Regions from separate parts of the Sus scrofa genome. Here region 2 is linked to region 1. Evidence: chromatin contacts called from public HiChIP or PLAC-seq data. All regions are on one chromosome and are shown on one strand. The core of a region is the stretch at or near the end of the contact, and the rest is flanking DNA. Distances in the headings are between cores, read along the strand shown.

What was found. HiChIP or PLAC-seq counts read pairs in DNA pulled down with a chosen protein or histone mark.
Region 2: an H3K27ac HiChIP or PLAC-seq map of alveolar macrophages shows a contact between it and region 1. The contact joins the promoter of PLD2 here to the enhancer-like site in region 1. A contact is called at or near these places in 1 of 5 promoter capture datasets (fetal skeletal muscle), 3 of 47 Hi-C or Micro-C datasets (liver, omental adipose tissue and subcutaneous adipose tissue) and 2 of 2 datasets of contacts at active chromatin or transcription factors (alveolar macrophages and skeletal muscle).

The regions. Positions count from the first base shown.
Region 1 is chr12:52,032,275-52,036,110 of Sscrofa11.1, reverse strand. It overlaps MINK1 (misshapen-like kinase 1), which reads left to right. Exons shown (of 32, transcript XM_021067776.1): 2 at 2,673-2,738. Among named protein-coding and RNA genes, the nearest start is that of MINK1, 32 kb to the left of the region's middle. Within about 2 kb of position 1,975, at least 34 of the 83 cell types and tissues checked have an H3K27ac peak or open chromatin away from gene starts, as enhancers often do. A contact at or near this core is called in alveolar macrophages, fetal skeletal muscle, omental adipose tissue and 2 more, where this site is marked.
Region 2 is chr12:52,085,833-52,089,668 of Sscrofa11.1, reverse strand. It overlaps PLD2 (phospholipase D2), which reads left to right and starts at 1,865. Exons shown (of 25, transcript XM_021067789.1): 1 at 1,865-2,027; 2 at 2,552-2,661; 3 at 2,751-2,881; 4 at 2,972-3,114; 5 at 3,536-3,641; 6 at 3,731-3,796. The coding sequence starts at 2,553.

The sequences.
Region 1 (3,836 bases), core at 726-3,225:
GATGCTGTTTGGGTTCATTTTCACAATGGGAACTCCAGTGACGGGGCAACTTTAAATATCAGGCTGGGAGTTCCTGTCGTGGCGCAGTGGTTAATGAATCAGACTAGGAACCATGAGGTTGCGGGTTCAATCCCTGGCCTTGCTCAGTGGGTTAAGGATCCAATGTTGCCATGAGCTGTGGTGTAGGTCGCAGTTGTGGCTCGGATCCCACGTTGCTGTGGCTCTGGCGTAGGTCGGCTGCTATAGCTCCGATTAGACCCCAGCCTGGGAACCTCCATATGCCATGGGAGCGGCCGAAGAAATGGCAAAAAAAAAAAAAAGACAAAAATAAATAAATAAATAAATGGATACTGTTAGGCGTTTGAGTGAAAAAAAAAATCAGTTTAAAAAAAATATATGTATATATCGGGCCGAGGGTTGGGACTCCTTTCCGTAAGCGTCGGGCAGCCGTGCTGGTTCTGGGCAGAGGAGCAAAGGCAGGAGAGCTGCCCTTTGGGGCAGCAGAGGGCAGGGGGCCGAGAAGTGAAGGGATGGGCCTGGGGTGGCAGCTTCAGGAAGGAGAGGAGGAGACCAGCAGGCGTTTCGAAGGGAGAAAGGACAGGGCGAGTATGATATGCAGAAGGAAGTCAGAGAAGAGGCTGCTGCCGGTGGGATCTGGGCGAAGCCGGGGAAGCTGGACTGACCCAGGCCTCTGTGGAGCACGTTCCTTGGAAGATGTCTGTAGCAGGACTGCTGTGCCCCGTGCGTGGGCTCAGCTTAATTCTCAGAATCACTCTTTCAAGTCTGTGCTCATGCCACCTGCAGGTCAGGAAGCAGGCTTGAAACCATTAAATCAGTGTCTGAACCCGAGTGTCTGACCTCAGAGGCCGGTCTTTCATCCCTCAGGGCCTCCCAAACTACCAGGAGACAGACTGGGAGCTCAGGTTACCAGGTTAAATCCACTTGTGCGGATCTGAGCCGGCAGTGGTGTATCACTGTGACTCGTATTCCCCTCTTAGATTAGGAGCGTCCGGAGAAGCAAGTCCATGAGCCCTTGTCCTGTCTCCATCCTTCTCGGGAAGGATGGAGGTGTAAGCAAGGGCTTCCCCGCGGGCAGAGTCAGGAGGCCCCCGGGGGAGGAGGCCTCTTTGGGGAGATGTTTGGGGGGCTGGCTTCCCCTCAAGCGTCTGGTCTGGACTTGCAGGGGGACAGGCGGAGCTCTTCCAGGCCCCTTGCAGCTCAGGTTCCAATGAACCTCTCATCAGCTCCCGCCTGCACGGATTTCTTCTCCCTTTCCTGTGGGCCCTGCTGTTTTTCAGACGGGTTCAGGGTTTTTTCAGTAACTTCAGCGGGAGCTGAGTAACTGAACATAGAACTAGGAAGTCCTTGGTCTGGTCGGCCCAGGCCCCTTCAGAGCAGGTGGAAGAATCCTCTGCAGCTTCTATCAAGGCTTCCCTGGGGCGGTTCTGGGATGTTCTGTCAGGCCACAGCGGGGCTCGGTGCTGGATGTGCTGGTGAGCAAGGAGGATTCGGTCCCTTCCTCCTGGAATTTACGACACAGTCTCATTCCCTGGAGGCCCGGGCTCTGGCAGGGCTGCTGGGAGCCAGGGCAGCCTGGCCAGTCCTCCCAGGGTCGGGCTGCGTCTTCCGGGCCTCAGTCTGCCCAGGTTCCCTTCCACGCACTTGCTGCAGTGGGTGAAGGGGAGGCATTCTTTTGGTTTCTTTGGTTTGGGGGCTGGGGTGGGTTAGGATTCTATTTTCAGAAATTCTATATTGGTTTTCAAAATCAAAGAGAAAGGAGTTTTAGATTACATACCTTTAGGATTGTTAGCGCAGAGGCACTGGCGTTGCCTGGAGAGTTTGTTTCCTAAGTGACAGCCTCACTTTGGGCGGGTGGGGGGTGGGGGTGCCTGTGACACTGTGACTCCGGCCTGTCCTATGAGAGGTGCAGGAGCCGAAGGCCCTGGGCGGCCTCTTGGCCCTCGGCTCCACCTCCCAGCCTGTCTCTCCCGAAAGAAACCCTGCAGGAGGGTGGGGGTGGCTTCCCAGTTCCCAGCAGCTGTGCCACTTGGCAGAGCAGCGGCCCAGCAGGCGATGCTCTTCCGAGGCTTTGTCTGAGCCTGCGCCCCCCCACCTCCCATCCCTGGTGCCGCTTGGCTGGGGAAGTGGAGGCTGCAACGTTGCAACGTCTGCCTTCTCACCGCCCCTCCCTGCTCTCTGTCCCACCCCCACCAGGTCCTGGGAACCCTGGACGCACAGAGGGTGGCTTGCTTGTTCCTGCCACTCCTGGCTTTCCTCATCCCTGCTTTTAAAAAGTCAAATAACAACAGCGGTAATTAACTTTTATTGCACGCATGCCCGTGCCAGGCACTGTCTTAAGCGTTTACGGGCACTGCCGCATTTGCAGTTGACGCAAATCCCAGAGGTGGGTGCTTTTGTGACCCCGTGCAGGTGAGGCCACAGGCTCTCGGAGTTTGTCGCTGAGTTTGAAAGTGGCAGCGTGTGCACAGCCAGCTGGGCTCTGACTTCCGTTTCCTCTCCCCTCCCAGCTTCCCACAGAACACGCCCTCTGACACACCACACACCCCCCTCTCCCCGCAGCCCTGGCTCTTCTTCACCCCCTCTCCTGGCTGCTTAGCCTTCTGCCTGCCTCTGGCTGACCTCCTGACCCCTGTTCTTTCTCCCTCCCCCAGGATCCTGCTGGAATCTTCGAGCTGGTGGAGGTGGTCGGCAATGGAACCTACGGACAGGTGTACAAGGTGAGCCCTCCGAAAGAGCAGCAAGGCCTTTCCAGGGCCTCTCAGGGCTGGGCCCAGGTCTGGAGGGTTGAGGGGGGCCCTGGGAAAGGGGAGGGGGGCCAGGAGGGAGAGGAGAGAGTAGAAGTCACGAGGTGGAGTTCCTATCGTGTCGCAGCGGAACTGAATCCAACAAAGGTTGCAGGTTCGATCCCTGGCCTTGCTCAGTGGGTTGAGGATCCGGCGTTGCCATGAGCTGTGGTGTAGTCGCAGACGCGGCTCAGATCTGGTGTTGCTGTGGCTGTGGTGTAGACTGGCACCTACAGCTCTGGTTCGACCCCTAGCCTGGGAACTTGCGTGTGCCGTGAGTGCGGCCCTAAAAAGCAAAAAAAAAAAAAAAAAAAAGTCATGAGGGAAGGAAGCGGCCAGAAGTGGCGGCCCCTGCCTCTGAGTTTAGAACTAGTCCTGGGTGCAGCAGGAACAGTCTGGAGCTGGTGGGAGGGTGTGGGACAGGGACACGTGAGGGCAGGAGAAGGGCATGGGGAGGGGGTGTCAGAGCGCAGGCTGGAGGGGCAGGTTTGGCTTCTCCTGAGGCCACAGCGGGACCTGTTGGATGACCCGAAGAGAGGAAACGGCTTTCTTCCTTTTACTTTTTTTCTTTTTTGTTTTGCTTTTTAGGGCTGAATGTGTGGCATATGGAGATTCCCAGGCTAGGGGTCGAATCAGAGCTGCAGGGGCCAGCCTACAGCACAGCCACAACGCCAAATCCGAGCTGCGTCTTCGACCTACACCACAGCTTACGGCCATGCCGGGTCCTTAACCCACTGACTGAGGGCAGGGATTGAACCTGCAACCTCGTGGTTACTAGTCGTATTCGTTTCCACTGCACCACAATGGGAACTCCGGGAAACAGCGTCCTTGGACTCCCCTGACGTGCCGGCAGCAGGGCTGGAGCCAGCGCTCAGGCTTTTGAGGCTGCCTCTTTCCCCACAGAGGTGGCATTTCCTTGACCACAGTTGTGGCCCCAGCCTGCCAGCCCAGCCCTTTCACGTGGTCTGACCTCAGTCACACTTGATGGGGGAGGCGGCCACACCAGAGAAATGCGGGGCAGGTGCTGCCCCA
Region 2 (3,836 bases), core at 616-3,115, 54 kb before region 1:
GATTCTGGAAACTTAAAACAAAACAACCATTTGAAAAACAGTTTGGCAATCCCCCCATTTTAAAATATTTCATTTATTTGAAAAGTTATTTTCTTTTGGAGTTCTTTTGTGACACAGCAGGTTAAGGATCTGGCATTGTCATTGCAGGGGCTTGGGTAACTTCGTGGTGTGGGTTCGACCCCTGGCTCAGGAACTTCCACAGGCCACTGAGGGCATGTCTTTTATGCCTTTTCTAGGGCTGTTCCCTCGGCACATGGAAGTTCCCAGGCTAAGGGTCTAATCAGAGCTGTAGTGGCCAGCCTATGCCACAGCCACAGCAATGCCACATCTGAGCTGCATCTTCGACCTACACCACAGCTCACTGCAATGCCGGATTCTTACCCCACAAGCAGGGCCAGAGATCGAACCTGCAACCTCATGGTTCCCAGTCAGATTCGTTAACCACTGTGCCACAATGGGAACTCCAAAAAAAAGTGCTTATTTATTTATTTATTTTGTCTTTTTGCTATTTCTTGGGCCGCTCCCGCGGCATACGATGATTCCCAGGCTACGGGTCGAATCGGAGCTGTAGCCACCGCCCTATGCCAGAGCCACAGCAACTCGGGATCCGAGCCGCATCTGCGACCTACACCACAGTTCACGGCAATGCCAGATCCTTAACCCACTGAGCAAGGGCAGGGACCGAACCCGCAACCTCATGGTTCCTAGTCGGATTCGTTAACCACTGCGCCACGACAGGAACTCCAAAAAGTGCTTTTTAATGGCGACTTAAAAATAGCCCTGGAGTTCCTAGTTGTGGCTCAGTGGTAACAAACCCAACTAGTATCCATGGGGACTCAGGTTCAATCCCTGGCCCCCTCTCAGTGGGTTAAGGATCCAGCATTGCCATGAGCTGCAGCAAAGGTCACAGACCTGGCTCAGATCCTGTGTTGCTGCAGCTGTGGTGTAGGCCCACAGCAACAGTTCTGATTAGACCCCCAGCCTGGGAACTTCCACATGTCATGGGTACAGCCCTAGAAAAAAAAAAAAATAGTCTTCGTTTGACACTTTCTTCACTGTCTCTATATTTTAAATGTGTACAATTAGGAATCAAATGAGTTTCGCCATTTCTTAAAAAGTTAAAATACAATTACATGACCCAGCAACTCCTCTCCTAGCTATTTACCCAAGAGAAATGAAGACATATCTACACAAAGACTTACCCAGGAATGTTTATAACAGCTGTAGTCATATAGACAAAAACTAGATACAACCCAAATGTCTATCAAGAAATATCCATCAACCCATTCCTCCATCCAGAAGAGATAAATCTACTTTTTAAAAAATGAAATATTTTGTCTTTTGTAACCTGAAAAATAGCCTGTTTTCCTGTTTGCTCTTCGGTAAGTTCCAGAAGAGCAGGTGCTGTGATAGTCTTGTTCACTATTGTACGCCCAGTGTCTGGCGCAGAGCAAGCGTGCAATAAGGAATGAATGAAAGAAAACTTGGGTACGTTAATGAACTAGTGGCCACCAGTCCTCAAGGCTTCCATCATTCCTTCCATCTGCAAATGCCAGCTGGGCCGGCCCGGGCATTTCTCCGGTCGCTTCTGCAAAGTGAGTCCGGCCAGAGGCCCAGGCGGGATGGGCGGCCGGAGGGGACCCCGGGGGCCCGCGCCCGCGCGGAGGAGGGTGCGCAGCGCCGAGCGCCCACAGGGCTGCGGCCCGGCACGTGCAGATCGACGGCGCGGGACAGCCGGGTGGACAGAGCCGCGCGGATGCTCGGAGCCTGCTGCGCGATCCCGAGGCGCAGAGGGCGGCCCCCAGTCCCCGGTAGCGCGCAAGGACGCCGGGGCGGGCCGAGGGCGGCGGGGGCGGGACAGGCCGGACGAGAATCCCGCGGAGGTGAGGCCGGAGGCCGGCCCGCCCCCGGGGGCAGGCCCTGAGCGCCCGCCCCGCCCCGGCCCGCTGGGGTGTGGGTTCCCGCTCCGGCTCTGCACCGCTCCCTCTGCTTGCGAAGCCGCGCCCTCGCCGGCTCCGGCTGCCCGGGTGAGGGGACCTGGGAGGGGGCGCCGCGGAGGTCCCGGGCCCGGGAAACAGGGCGGGAACGGGAGTGGGTCCTGGCTTCGGGGCCTCCGGACTCAGCCCCATGCTCAGATTTCGGGGTTTCCCTCCCGGGCGGGGACGCGTAACTTCCTCATTCCCGCCTGGACCCCTTCTTCCAGCTGGCTTGGCCTGGCTGGAATCCCGGCGGTTCCGGGCCCTTTGCAACCCCCGGGGTCCCTCCCCTGGCTTCTGCTGTGCCTTCCTTCGGGGCCTGGCCGGGTGTTCCTCGGCACGCTGGTTAGGGGACTGGAGGCGGAGCTCAGGGATTCTGGATGAAGGATCGAGATAAGGGATGGAGATTAGATGCGTTGCAGACCGATGGGCCATTATCAGGGAGAGGATGGGTGTCAGCGGGAGCCGGGTGGGGGGAAATGAGGGACCGACGGGAGACGGAGGACCGTGAGATGGGATGGGAGACAGGGTTCTGCAGAGCAGATCGCCTTCCCGAAGCTTCCCCGTATTCCTAGGATGGCGGCGACCCCCGAGAGCCTCTTCCCGTCTGGGGATGACCTGGACTCGAGCCAGTTACAGATGGAGCGGGATGAGATGGACACTCTGAGGGAGGGAGAGGACCCAGGTACACCCCGACGACAGCCCCGGAGGAGAGGAGGAGGAGGGCGCTGAGACCTCCTGGGGTCCACATTCTTCTGCTTTCTTTCCTGCCAGCTGACCGGATGCACCCCTTTCTGGCCATCTACGACCTCCAGCCCCTGAAAATGCACCCCCTGGTGTTTGCCCCTGGGGTCCCTGTCATAGCCCAGGTGGTGGGCACTGAAAGATACACCAGTGGATCCAAGGTGGCTGGAGGGGGCAGGGGAGGGCTGGTCGGAGTGGGGGGCTGCCACCCATCCAGGGAATGAGCATTCAGTTCCTCACCCCCCCCCCAGGTGGGAACCTGCACCCTCTATTCTGTCCGCTTGACTCACGGCGACTTTACCTGGACAACCAAGAAGAAGTTCCGTCATTTTCAAGAGCTGCATCGGGACCTCCTGAGACACAAAGTCTTGATGAGTCTGCTCCCACTGGCTCGGTGAGGGGGGACCAGACTGCCTCCTGGGAAGGGCAGGTGCCCCTCACCTCGGGCAGCCCGGGCTGCCAGCCCCCAGCCCCCGTCACTGCCTTCTGCCTGCCTCATCCCCAGGCCACAACCATTTTTTTTCCCCAGCTACTTTCCTCCCCCACCTCTGGCCCCTGGGTCCCCTCCTTTGACCCGGGTCACCAGGAAACCTTCCCTGTTCAGCTCACCCTGTCCATGGTTCTGGGCCAACATCCCAGCTGGGCTGGATGCCCGAAATGCCCTTGGCAGCCTCCTGAACCTTTTTCTGCCTCCCTTCTCAGGGTAGGGGGCATTCCTTCTGCCGGCCTCTAGGCCTCCCCCTGAACCCCCTCTCCAGGGCTTCAGGGACCCAGGCACCCAGCTCCCCACTCTCATCGCGCCATCCTTTCCACAGCTTTGCCGTTGCCTATTCTCCAGACCGAGAGGTGGCTGCCAGAGAGATGCCCTCTTTACCCCGAGCAGGTCCTGAGGGCTCCACCAGACATGCATCCAGCAAACAGGTGGGACTGGACAGGAGGTCCTCTGGGAAGGCGTTTGGGGTGCAAATGGTCCTGGTCCCATCCGTCTCTGTCTCCCATCCCTACTTCAGAAATACCTGGAGAATTACCTCAACTGCCTCCTGACCATGTCTTTCTACCGCAACTACCACGCCATGGTGAGGTCCAGGGGCTGGGGGGCTGGGTCTTTTGAGATGG